2 separate regions of the Mus musculus genome follow, and region 1 is linked to region 2. A link is a contact called in public Hi-C data. All regions are on one chromosome and are shown on one strand. The core of a region is the stretch at or near the end of the contact, and the rest is flanking DNA. Distances in the headings are between cores, read along the strand shown. Region 1 holds the start of Ugt1a6b (UDP glucuronosyltransferase 1 family, polypeptide A6B). Region 2 has its middle 17 kb from the start of Usp40.

Evidence for each region. A called contact is a pair of places that touch in the nucleus more often than the background predicts.
Region 1: a Hi-C map of liver shows a contact between it and region 2, with 3 times the contacts expected there. The contact joins the promoter of Ugt1a6b here to the enhancer-like site in region 2. A contact is called at or near these places in 3 of 39 promoter capture datasets (erythroid cells, liver and macrophages), 3 of 484 Hi-C or Micro-C datasets (bone marrow-derived macrophages, cortical neurons and liver), 1 of 115 datasets of contacts at active chromatin or transcription factors (acute myeloid leukemia) and 1 of 9 other capture datasets (liver).

The regions. Positions count from the first base shown.
Region 1 is chr1:88,099,862-88,106,540 of GRCm38.p6, forward strand. Ugt1a6b (UDP glucuronosyltransferase 1 family, polypeptide A6B) reads left to right here and starts at 3,396. Exons shown (of 6, transcript NM_201410.3): 1 at 3,396-3,517. The region is part of intron 1 of Ugt1a10 (UDP glycosyltransferase 1 family, polypeptide A10); the gene reads left to right. All of the region lies in intron 1 of Ugt1a9 (UDP glucuronosyltransferase 1 family, polypeptide A9), which reads left to right. All of the region lies in intron 1 of Ugt1a8 (UDP glucuronosyltransferase 1 family, polypeptide A8), which reads left to right. It also overlaps Ugt1a7c.
Region 2 is chr1:88,022,459-88,029,027 of GRCm38.p6, forward strand. It overlaps the pseudogene Gm5832 and the pseudogene Gm15375. Among named protein-coding and RNA genes, the nearest start is that of Usp40, 17 kb to the left of the region's middle. Within about 2 kb of position 2,668, at least 3 of the 459 cell types and tissues checked have an H3K27ac peak or open chromatin away from gene starts, as enhancers often do. A contact at or near this core is called in liver, where this site is marked.

The sequences.
Region 1 (6,679 bases), core at 2,146-4,645, 78 kb after region 2:
AGTCGGCTGGCTGCCATCTGTGTAGTCAGCACCCTTGAGAAACATCTTGCCTCTGTCTTTTTTGGAATGTTCCCCACAAGGTTGTTTTTTTCAGCATGGGAAAGTGTTGACTTAGATCCTCTGAATGTAATCCCTCAGCATGTGTGAGTTAGTTTTGATGATGTTACAGACTGATAGGGCACTGGGTTTTGTCAGAGAGTCTTTCGTTCAGCAGCCATCCATGAAAACCTTCTGTGTGCCTGGCTCAGTGTTAGGGATGCGACCACTGAATGGAGGTAGCTTTAGCCAGGCAGAAGTTTGTTGACTAATGAAGAAACAGAAGTATGAGCACAGAGAGAACCAATAACAAGGGGCCCAGTGGGGAAACCATGAGATGATGGCAAGTGCATCCCCTGTCCCATATTCCAGTAACACAAGGGACACAAGTTCTACTTACCATCCCTCTCTACTCTATCCACCTTTCCTTCCTTCGGTCTATCAATTCATTGATCCATCTATCCATCTATTTGTGTCTGTGTTTCTACTTCTGTCTTTGTCACTGTCTCTCTCTCTCTCTCATACCTGTGTGCGCATGTGTGTGTATCTATATATATTCATACTGGTGAGTGTGTGTGTGAGTGTGCATGTATGCTCATGCTTGTGAATAAGTGAGTGTGCATGTATGTGTGCTCAGGCTTGTGAGTGAGTGTGCATGTATGTGTGTGTATGCGTGTATAAGCATGAAAGACGACATCACATTGTACTCCGTGTTACTTTCTTCAGTCACCATCTCTCTCTCACTGTAACTGTACTTATCAACCCATCTAGACTGGCTAGCCGGTGAGCACCAGGACTCTTTCTTTCTCTGCCTCCCCAGAGCTGGGATTGCAAGTCCATGCTGTGGTGCCAGGATGCTGCTTCCTGATTCGCTTGGGTACCAAATGCCTGACTAGGGGTGGTGATGAGAGAAAGAAGACAGGACAGGCACACAGCACAACAATGCTGGGATTACTCAAGGTTCTCTGCTTCCTAGCTCACCAATGTGGATAATGACTTTGCCAATTTATCATGGATAATTCTCAGAAACCTAAACAGGTCATGCTCATGTCAAAATACTCATTCACCAGGCACTACACTCACTGGGGCTGCTCACACTCCCTACGTTTCAAGTTTCTTGTAAACATTGGGGGTCCAAACTCAGGTTCTAAATTTGCATGGATTGTTTAAGTAACTTGATGACTTGAGTTGAGTATATCTTTATGTGCCTATAATTATACTCATGTTTGTTTAAACATTAAAAGAACTGTTGGTTTCATCACCAACTTGATACAACCCAGACTCACCTGGATTATCTACTTTGGGTTGGCCTATGGCAGTGTCCATCCGTAGCAGATGGTTCTGCTTGCTGCAATTGATGTAGATCCCACTTGAGAGCGAGAAGCATCATTCCCTGCTTTGGGTCCCTGGACAGCATATGATTAGAGAAAGCTAGCTAAGTCCTAATCATGCACACGTTTATTTTTCTCTGCCCTTGCTTGATGATCTTCTGTCTGCTGTTTCAGGTTCTGCCATCTTACCTTCTCCATAAGGATGGACTAGAATCTGGACTTGCAAGTAAAATAAGCCTGTGTCCGATAAGCTTCTGTTTATCAGAGTATTTTACCACAGCAGCAGAAACAAAACCAGGGAAATTCATGGATTTGGTTTTGCCTTTTTTGTGTTCTGTATTCAGATTTTTTAAGTCTGAAATTGTTCTGTAGGTCTTCTGTCATCTTGTAGGTCCTGGGCCTCTAATTCCTGGGCTTAGGTATCTGAAGGATCTGGAAGGGTGAGTTCTTGAGAAGGGAATTACTCTTCATGGCTGACCTTTCCAGATAGCCCTCAGCTTCTGGAATGAAACTGTCCCCTGTCAACTTTCAGACCTCCTTCCTACTCCAGATGCTAGCTGTTCTTCATTCAATTTGGGGAGCGGCATTATTACCCATACAGGGTGGTTCTATCCCAAGATCTATGCCTTCATTCCACTGGTGTGTGCCCCAAGCCCCATTTGTTGTTCTTCAGAAATCCCTAGGTTAAAGCTGACCTTCCCCTGTATAGGTAGGAAAAATGTAATGCAAGACACCCTGAGCCTGTATCCTCGCCCTTGACTGGACTGAGTCTCCTGCAGCAGTTCTTTAGGGATAAAACATAGAAGTGCCAGGCATGCCACATTCCCTTTTCTGGTGCCCGGTACAGAAACACTCCTGACACCTGCACACCCCTCTCTCTGTGTGTGTGTGTGCGCGCACACACACACACACACACACACACACACACACACACACCAGTCTAAGAAGCAGTAGAGTCAAATCTCATGAACAAAGCTTGCAAGGCACCCTCTGGTGATGCTCTGACAGAACCTTGCTGTCCTCTCCTGCCCTCTTCCTAATTTCAACCTATGACCCCATGGACTTGCTGGAAATAATGAGCCTACCCCTGTCAGTACCCAGGTGAACCTGATGGTTTTCCTAGGAAGGGCCCTGACCTCGGTAAATTGTGTGTCTGTCATAAAGAATCCGAGGCTACATTTCCTCTTGCTTCCCCCAATCCATGCCAGCTTGCTTAAATACATTCTCCAGAAATCTTTTGCTCAGCTGCTCAGCAAGGACATAGGTACAGTGTGCTTCCTTTGTGAGCCTCTGAGGAGTGGTTTCTCATTGCTGTGAGCCAGGTTGGCAGCATCCTCTCTTGTCTCTTTTCATTCTGAGTCAAAAACCCTGATGATGTCCCAGAAGCCAGAGATCTCAAACTGGACCAGTGCCTCAGTGCAATGAACATTTACAAGTGAAGATGTGTGGACAGAGAGACATACTCTGGGATACACTGTGACAGCATTACAGCTTCTACCATGAGATATTTTCTATGCTTTTTGTTTTTGTTTTGCCTGCTTGTTCATGTGTTAAAGGCAAATGGCAGATATGACGGGGATGGTTGATGAGTGGGACTGGGGAGCACAATATGAAACCCACAAAGAATCAACTAAAAGTAAACAAACTAAAAAATAAATAAACATCAACACCCTATCCCCACACTGCTGATGCTCCACTCCAGCTTGGACTGAGTGGAGTCTATTTAAGCCTTAAAGAAAGAACTTTCATCTTGGCTATGTTCCTGCTTGCCTTTTGGGGTGGCCCCTTCAGTCTTGCTTTCCTGAGTCTCAGCTCACTGTGGTGCCAAGATTAAGGCAAGCCCTGGCATGTAGGCTCAAATGTGCATATATGTGACAAGGTCTAGGTGAGCCAGTTTTTTGATGCAAAGAACAACTTCTCCCTGGGCAGCCTGATTTCAACATCCATAACTCCCTGGCCCGCCCTCAGCAGTGATTAACAAACAGAACAAATGTAACCCTCCCTCTTTGGTGGTGGTTAGGAAACCCAGAATTCAGATGCTGGCTGATGGTGGCTGACTGGAAACCGACTTCCAGATTTCTTACTCTTGCTCAAGGGCCCTCATCACGTGCTACCTAGAGGCACAGGTCTCTAACCTTACTATCTGACAGGCAAGTAACAGATTATGTGTGGTGAGAGAGTAATACAGAATTTGAAAGATAAGGGCTTTTGTCTTCCTGTGCAGAGCTTCCCAAATGCCTGTTGATTTCATGAGGGGTGGGAGGGAAACCTGTGCTGTTTGTTTGTGATAAGCTGTTGTACTGTTTTCTTAAAGCTTATGCTTAAGGGGCAACTTTTGGAAAGTTTGTAAGGATGGGGTCTGGAACCAGCTTTGAGATTAGAGGGAAGGGCAGAGAAAGGGATTGAAGTTAGGGTTGATTACTGATCAACGGTAATTTAATCAATCAGCCCATCCCCTGTATTTCATGATGCGGCCCCTATGAAAGCACAGAGGGATTGGGTTGGGGAGCTGCCAGGTTGCTGAAGGTGTGGAGGATAGGTTGCACCAAGAACACAGAGCGGCCATGTCTCTCCCCCAAGCTCTTGGCATTTCTCCACTGCTGTCTTGTTGCACTATGGGTGCTGCTGCTATAATGAACCTCTGACTGAGTGATTTAGTTCTCTGAGTGGTTTGAGCAGAGCTGCTCTGAGGCTGAGTAAAAGAGCCTCTGGTCTGTAGCCAACTCTGCTAAGTGGTTGACTTGACTCATACATGCCTGGTAACACAAGAGCTGTGTGAGTGAAAGTGTGCAGAAGGAAAGGGTCGTTGGTTTTTCCCTTATACACATGTGGAAGGGTCAGCAACCAGCTCCTCCCTCAAAAGGGAGCTGGTTCTGTGCTTGTCTTTCCTGGAGTGACCTTTTACTATTTCATTGAAAATGAGGCACAAGGATAAAATGGACAGGCAGTCCCAATGCAAGTTCACTCACATACAATCTGGTACTCGGAACCTCCTGTATGCTGGACACTGATCTGCATGCTGCAGACTCAATAGAGAGGAACACTGGGTGTGGTAGGGTGGGACATTAGAACACTGATTGGCCACACCTGCACATGCTACTGGTAGTTGGGAGAGAGGCATAAATATACAGAAGGTGAGGATAGCAAGGAAGGGAAGGAGGCCCAGGGCCACATTCTGGGCTGCTGGACCATGGGCTCACTAGGGAAGGTGTCACGGATGGGACACTAGCAGCACTTTAAAGGAAGCAGGTGATCAGAGCTGACATCGTATTTATTATGCATATCATCTAGGGGGAGCTTCTTAGGGATTCTATGGCTATAAAGAGACACCATGACCACAGCAACTTGTAGAAAGGAAAACAGGCAATTGGGGCTGGCTTACATTTGAGAGCTTTAGTCCATTATGGTCGGGGGGTGGGGGGGTGGGAAGCATGGCATCAGGCAGGCAGACATGGTACTGGAGAAAAAGCCAGGAATTCTACATCTGGATTGGCAGGCAGCAGGGAGGGGGAGACACATTGGGCCTTGGCTGGAGCCCCTGAAACCTCAAAGGCCACCACCAGTGACACCTTTCCTCCAACAAGGCCACATCTACTCCAAGGCCATGCCTCCTAACTTTTTAAATAGTGCTACTTCCTATTAGCCCACAGGGGCCATTTTCATTTAAACCACCAAAGGGAGGGCTTGAAAGCTGCAGCCCTCTGCTCACATCAGCCCTGAGCTCTGCCTTCCCTGGAACATGCTTATCATATGTGCTCCAGGTCGCTCTCACTCTCCAGAGTTCTGTCATTTCAGAGAGAGCAATGCTATGCATCAATAAGAAAGGCTTGGGCCATAGGTGGGAAAGTTTATTTGATATCAAACAAGGAGATTCAAAATAAATTCTTGGAGCCCAGTGGCATTTGGAGCCCATTTTAGAACATGAACACAGTTTTCTGCTAGCAATACCAAAATGGTCACTTGCTTTTCTGAGCACATCTTCCTCCAAGGGTGCTGTGGAATTTCTGGAAAGTTCAGGCTATGTGGCATTGCAACAGAACAAACTGTAATGCAAATTAGGGATTTCCAGCTGTTCCCTAGGAGGCCAACCAGTTAATGGACTGGAGAAAAACATCAAGCAAAGCAACTTTTAGACAGTTTTCTATCCTCCCAACCTGTTGTATGTTAACAAAATGGGTTTATTCTTCTCTTGAATATGTCAACTTTGTTGGGTATGTCAACTTTGATTTTTAAAATAGTCCCTTTGACTTCTTTAGCCCACAGGAGCATTGTGAAGGTCTCTGAAGGCCTTGTATATTAGACTTAGACTCTCTCCTAGTTGGCTCACTACACACTCACTCTATGTGAGGCGGTGCCTGATTCTAGAACTACAAGTAAAATCCACTTAGGTTGTCTTTTAAAACTTTGTTTTGACATATTATTGATTTCAGTCTTATGTGTATGGGTGTTTGTCTATATGAGAATATGTGTGTTGTGAATATGTCCACTGAGGTAAGAAGACAGTAGCATAGCCTTTGGAATCTGGTTTACACATAGCTGTTAGCTGCTGTGAGGGGGCTGGGATTTGAACTTTGGTACTCTGGAGGACTTGTCAGTGTTCTTACCTGCTGAGCCATCTCTTCAGGCCTGCTTCTTTTTTCGAGGCAAACACCCATGAAATCCAGGCTGTTCTCAAACTCACTATGTAGCTAGGATGACCTTGAACGTCTGATCCTTCTGCCTCTCCCTCCCAGAGTGCAAAGGTTACTGACTAAGAAAGTGTTCTACTGACCAAAGTTCATCCCTGGTTCTCCATTAAGTTTTAAAAACTAAACTTGCCATCATTTTTAACCATTTGATGACTGTGAAGAAATTCAAAGACCAAGAGTTTGTGAACAGTTAAGCAGAGGTGGATAATTTTAGTTTCTTTCAAAGCTCCAGGGGTTACAACTACTGTCCTTTGCTTAGGCAGCAACCTCAGTTTTTCGAAAATAGATGGCTGGCCATAACTGCACTCAGTTTCTCCAAATAGAAGGCAGGACATAACTGCACTCTGAGGTTTGTACTGTGTGCGGATGTGGGTTGGGGTTAAGGCCTAACATGTGTGTCCCGAGAAACTACACTGGAGTCAAAGTCCAGCACCTATGAAATTAGGCTTGGTTGCACAGTCATTGCAAATGAACTTAGTGAAGATGAGATCCTTAGGATGGGTCCCACCCTATAAGTGTGGCATCCTTTATAGATACAGCCACATAGGCCCAAAGACACAGAAGACAGTGAAATTTAGGAATTATGAGGAGAGGGCTCTGTGTTGCTTTAAACATCAAATATGT
Region 2 (6,569 bases), core at 1,418-3,917:
ATGCGTTGCTGCAGAATAGAAGTTAATGTGGAACTCAGGAAAGCTAAAAAAGATGAGCAGATGCTGAAAAGGGAAACATCAGCTCCTTTCCTGTTGATGATACTTTTCCGCTACAGGAAAACCGGAACAACCAGGGGACTGTAAATTGGTCTGTTGAGGACATTGTTTAAGGCAAAAACAGTAACAATTTGGAAAGCCAGCTCCAAGCTACTCAAGCTGCTCAGAAATTGCTTTCTAGAGAGAAACAGCCTCCTATAGACAACGTCATCCGGGCTAGTTTGATCCCAAAATTTGTGTCCTTCTTGGGTAAAATTTATTGTAGTCCCATTCAGTTTGAGTCTGTGTGGGCACTCACCAACATTGCTTCTGGAACATCTGAACAGACCAAATCTGTGGTGGATGGAGGTGCTATCCCAGCGTTTCTTTCTCTCTTGGCATCTCCCCATGCTCACATCAGCGAGCAGCTGTATGGGCTCTTGGAAACATTGCAGGTGATGGTTCAGCTTTCTGAGACTTAGTTATCAAACACTGTGCGATTGACCCACTGTTGGCACTTCTAGCAGTTCCTGATCTGTCATCCTTAGCATGTGGTTACTTACGTAATCTTACCAGGACCCTTTCAAACCTTTGTCGAAATAAGAACCCTGCACCTCCCTTAGACGCTGTTGAGCAGATTCTTCCTACTTTAGTTCGACTCCTGCACCACAATGATCCAGAAGTATTAGTAGATTCCTGCTGGGCCATTTCCTACCTGACTGATGGTCCAAATGAGCGCATTGAGATGATTGTGAAGAAAGGAGTTGTTCCCCAACTTGTGAAGCTTCTAGGAGTTACTGAACTGCCCATTGTGACTCCTGCACTAAGAGCCATAGGTTATATTGTCACTGGAACAGATGTACAGACTCAGAAAGTGATAGATGCAGGAGCACTTGCAGTCTTTCCCAGCCTGCTAACAAACCCCAAAACTAACATTCAGAAGGAGGCCACATGGACAATGTCAAACATTACAGCTGGACGCCAGGACCAGATACAGCAAGTTGTGAATCACAGCCTAGTCCCCCTTCTTGTTGGTGTCCTCTCTAAGGCAGACATTAAGACACAGAAGGAGGCCGTGTGGGCTATAACCAACTATACCAGCGGTGGGACTGTTGAGCAGATTGTATATCTCATTCATTGTGGGATAACAGAACCTTTGATGAACCTCCTGAGTGCAAAAGATACCAAGATTATTCAGGTTATTCTTGATGCCACATCAAATATCTTTCAGGCTGCAGAGAAACTATGTGTGACAGAAAAGCTCAGTATAATGATTGAAGAGTGTGGAGGATTGGATAAAATTGAAGCACTACAGAGCCATGAAAATGAGTCTGTATACAAGGCCTCATTGAACTTAATTAAGAAGTACTTCTCAGTGGAGGAAGATCAAAATGTGTTGCCAGAAACTACCTCTGAAGGCTTTGCCTTCCAAGTTCAGGATGGAGCTCCCGGGACCTTTAACTTCTAATGTCCAGCCAAGGCACAAAATAGCTATGTGCTGTGCTATTCTATGTTCTCATAGATTTGTCTTACTGTTTTCTCTACTAAGAACTCTTTTTAAATGTGGTTTGTTATTGTCGCACTTTTTACAAAAGAAACTATACTTGAACAGTTATAAACTGTACATACTCTATGAAGCTGTCCTCTGAATTTATTTCTATTTGGAATTTCATACCCTGTCATGTCCTGTAAATAAAGATTAAAGTTCCATTCTTTAAAAAAAAGACACTGCCTTACATAGTCATTATATCCTGCCTCACTCAATACCAGGACTAAGTCCATCAGTCTCTCCAGGAACTGTGATGAAAGATGCAAGTCCTAGGCTTCAGGCCCATTGGTTCCTAGAAGAGCACCTCTCTCCAACCCTCCCACACACCCTCGCCCCCACCCCCAGCCATGGTGCCTGGAGTAAAGTAATCTGACCCTCATCATTGGAGTCAACGAGTTTTTAGAGGTCAGGTGCTCTTCATCTTCTATCTTGTGTCCAGATGTCTGTCCAAAAGCCAGGCTTAGAAATAAAAGCCATCCTGTCTTAGAAACGTTGCTTAAAAGAACAAAAGCCTCCTAGTGAATATCTAAAACAGTGAGTGTTTCCTATTTTGACAGGGACAGTGGCTGGCTTATTAGATGACTGGAGTCCTACAGCAGGGCAGAGTCCCAAGGCTCAGTACCTGTCAGTCAAGACTCCTAAACTCTCAGATCCATGAACTCAAAGCAACTTAGAATTGATTTGAGACCTGAGAAGTCCTTTAAAACAAAATGTGTCCTTTAGGGAGTATCCTGCTTCTGTGTGACCTCTAGCACTCTCTACCTCTACTTGGTGACTCTCACTGTCTCTCCTGCTGAGCTTCAGTTCCTATGCTGTATAAATGACCGTGTGGTAGTTGAAGAGACCCCTTTAAGGCAGCCTCTTACTTTTTCGGAATTGTCAACACCTAAAATATTGTTTCATGACTCATTCCAAACTGTTTCTGAAATAGAAGTCATGATATTTCCTAAGCAAAGATCATAACCATTTTTTACCTGGAGAGCATATGAAAGATATTTCTGTCAGTGCAGTTAAGTATTGCTCTTTTGAGTAAATCATTAACACTGAATTTAACGTCACTTGCAAACATGCAAATACATGTGTACACTGCAGAAGGTCTTGTGTTTCTAACTATTAGAAAATCCTACAGTCATAGCAACTGGATTACTCTGGGCTCTGATTTTTAACATGACTCCTGCAACCTTTCCTGCCTCCTTTCCTCTATGTCTGCTCCTGGCCTCAGGCTTGGTCCAGGCAGGCAGGCTGCTGGTGGTGCCCATGGATGGGAGCCACTGGTTTGACATGCAGATGGTTGTGGAGAAACTCATTCAGAGAGGGCATGAGGTGGTGGTAGTAATCCCAGAGGTGAGTTGGCGGCTGGGGAAATCCCTGAATTGTACAATGAAGACATACTCAATTTCTCACACTCTGGAGGACCTGGAGAGAGAGTTCAAGTATTTTACTTACACTCAATGGAAAACTCCAGAACAAAGTATACGTTCTTTCATGACAGGCTCAGCCAGTGGTTTCTTTAAACTGATGTTTTCACACTGTAGGAGTTTGTTTAACGACAAGAAGTTAGTGGAGTAATTGAAGCAGACTTCTTTTGATGCAGTGTTTCTGAATCCTTTTGATATGTGTGGCTTAACTATTGCCAAATATCTGTCACTCCCATCAGTGATCTTTGCAAGACTTTCATTTTGCTACTATCTTGAAGAGGGTGCCCAGTGTCCGAGTCTTCCTTCTTATGTTCCTGGACTTTTCTCAAAATACACAGGCACCATGACTTTCAAGGAGAGAGTGTGGAACCATCTTATCTACATTCAAGACGATGTATTTTGCCCCTATCTTTACAAAACTGCTGTTGAAATTGCCTCTGAAGTTCTGCAGACCCCAGTGACTATGACAGACCTCTTTTGCCCAGTGTCTATTTGGTTGTTATGCACTGACTTTGTGTTGGAGTTCCCCAGACCTGTGATGCCCAACATGGTCTTTGTTGGTGGGATGAACTGTCTCCAGGGGAAGCCACTTTCCAAGGTATGTTATATATGCTTTAGCACATGAGGAGAACTCTAGCTTTGGACAATATATAAAGAAATTCTTTACTGATTTGTGATTTACTGTTTGTATTCTTGTATATGCAATTTCTTTTGGGTTAGAGAATTGTTCTTTGCCAATTTCTAATTAGGAGAATAATTTCCATATAGGTGACTTATTGATATGGATGTGTACAGCTGTGAGATATTTATACATAAATTCCAAGGTACAATCAAATTTTGAATTTACTTTTATGATTCACATTGTGTGTGTAGGTCATGATTAGTAAGGGGAGAGGAAAGAAAACTTTCCTGAGTAGGAGCAAGGACAGTAATGATAGACATGCCACTTCAACACAGAAGCAGGACTATTCAGGGGCAGGAAGAGAACATGTGGAGGTAATGCTGGGCAGCTGGGGAGTGGAGAGAGCCAGAGGAAAGCACTGAACCTCTGAAAATGCCATAATGCCACCGGATCATTTGTATTCTAACCTAGAAGAGGAATTTAGAGAGATAACAACAACAACAAAAACAACAACAAGAACAAAACCCCTTCAAGCTGCATTTTAATGTTTTTGTAAACATTGACAAAACACTTCAAGCCTTGGAGCAGCATTCAGTATGTGTAGGTTATCCTCTATAGGAGTACTCATACAGATTGCCCAAACTTCAAAAGTTATTGATATGATACCTAGGATGTAATGTCTGTCAGTTTCTTGTTTTTAAGAACACACCAGATAAAACAGAAATTTACATTTCAGTGCTGGACAATTCAACAGAAAAATCAATGTGGCCCAAGACAAGGCACAAGAATCATACTATTCTCATATACCAGACTGTGGGAACCACTTGCTGACACATTCAGAGTTCCATAACAGTACTATACTGAAAACTAAAGTACATCTATCTGCAGCTGACCTGGTGCAACCCCATGTTGGCCCTGTGTGCACTGTGTCAGTATCTGTGAGTTCTTTTGAGCTTTGCTGAGTTGTTTTACAGGGCTTTGTTTTTCTGGTGCCCTGTGTCAATTCCTTCTCCCCAATTCTTCCTGCTTCCTCCTCCTTGGAGTTCCCTGAGCTCTGACGGAAGGGATTTGATGGAGATATCTCCTTTAGAGCTGTGTATTCCAGGGTCTGTCTCCCTGAAATGTCTTGCTGTGGGTCTCTGTGTTTGTTTCCATCTGCTGCAAGAGGAAGCAGCTATGCTGATGGCTGAATAAGACCCTGACTATGACTCCAGCAGAATACCAGTGAGAGTCATTTTATAGGTATCTCTTTTTTTATTTTTAAAAAGATTTATTTATTTCATGTATATGAGTACAATGTACCTGTCTTCAGACACACCAGATGAGGACATCAGATCCCATTACAGATGTTTGTGAGCGACCATGTGGTTGCTGACAATTGAAATCAGGACCTCTGGAAGAGCAGCCAATTCTCTTAACTGGGAGGCATCTCCCCAGTTCATTGTTACTTCTCTTTAAACAATCCAGATGTATTTGGTTTTGCCTTGGCTCTTGAGTCTATCTAGATTCAAGCAGTGCTATATTTGAGTTCCATCTCATGGAGTGGGCCTTAAGTCAAATCAGACATTGGTTGGTTAATCTCATGGAGGTTTGCACGTCCATTACTATAACATATTTTATAGTCATGACCGAGTGTAGGTCGAACATATTGTGGTTGGGTTGATGATTACTTTCCCTTTAATATTCTGCAGCAAACCTTTCCATGGCATAGACACCAGAGTATGGGTGTGAAGGGTCTATGTAGGTACCAGCTCCAGCTCTCCATGGTCAGTGAGTCATGTGTGCGCTATCTCCAAAACTGGGTCCTTGCTTCAGTGTGTGGAGAGCAAACTATTGTCTGGGTTGTTTGGTGATTTCCATGATTTTCTTTTGGCTAACAAGTGAATTAGATGTAACCCAGTCCTGGTACTGAAATCCTCATTACAAGATATGGTTGGCAGGGTTTTGTCTCCTTTGCTGTATGGCTGCTTTATTGTGGTTGCCTTCCTATTATAGGAAGTTTCCACTGCACTCAGTTTGTACAGGGCCACTCAAATGCTCTTCAATTGTAGCTGGCTCTTCCAAAAATCTCCCCCTTAGTCTCATTTCCCCTCACCCTTCCCACCTGACTCCTCTGCTCCTATCTCCTCTTTTAGCTCCAGTCAACCCATAAAATCTATTCTATGTTCCACTCTCATTGAGATCCATGTGTCCCTCCTAGTCCCTTTCTCAATGCCTACCCTTCTAGGTTCTATGGATTGTAGCTTGATTATCACTTACTAAATGGCTAATATCCAAATATAAGTGAATGCATACAATATTCTTTTTGCATCTGTGTTATCTTAGCAAAGATGTTTTATTTCCTAGTGCCATACATTTGTCTACAATGTATGGCACTAGGAAATTTCATGATGTCATTTTTATGGTTTTCAGACAGGGTTATTCTATGTAGCCCTGGTTGTCCTGTAACTCACACTGTAGACCAGGCTGGCCTTGACTTCAGAGGTGCACCTGCCTCTCATTCATGAGTGCCGGGATTAAAGTTTTGTATCAGGACTACCTGGCTTAACTTCTTTTTTTTTTTTTTTTCCATTTTTTATTAGGTATTTAACTCATTTACATTTCCAATGCTATACCAAAAGTCCCCCATATCCACCCACCCCCACTCCCCTGCCCACCCACTCCCCCTTTTTGGCCCTGGTATTCCCCTGTACTGGGGCATATAAAGTTTGCAAGTCCAATGGGCCTCTTTTTCCAGTGATGGCCGACTAGGCCATCTTTTGATATATATGCAGCTAGAGTCAAGAGCTCCGGGGTACTGGTTAGCTCATAATGTTGTTCCACCTATAGGGTTGCAGATCCCTTTAGCTCCTTGGCTACTTTCTCTAGCTCCTCCATTGGGAGCCCTATGATCCATCCATTAGCTGACTGTGAGCATCCACTTCTGTGTTTGCTGGGCCCCGGC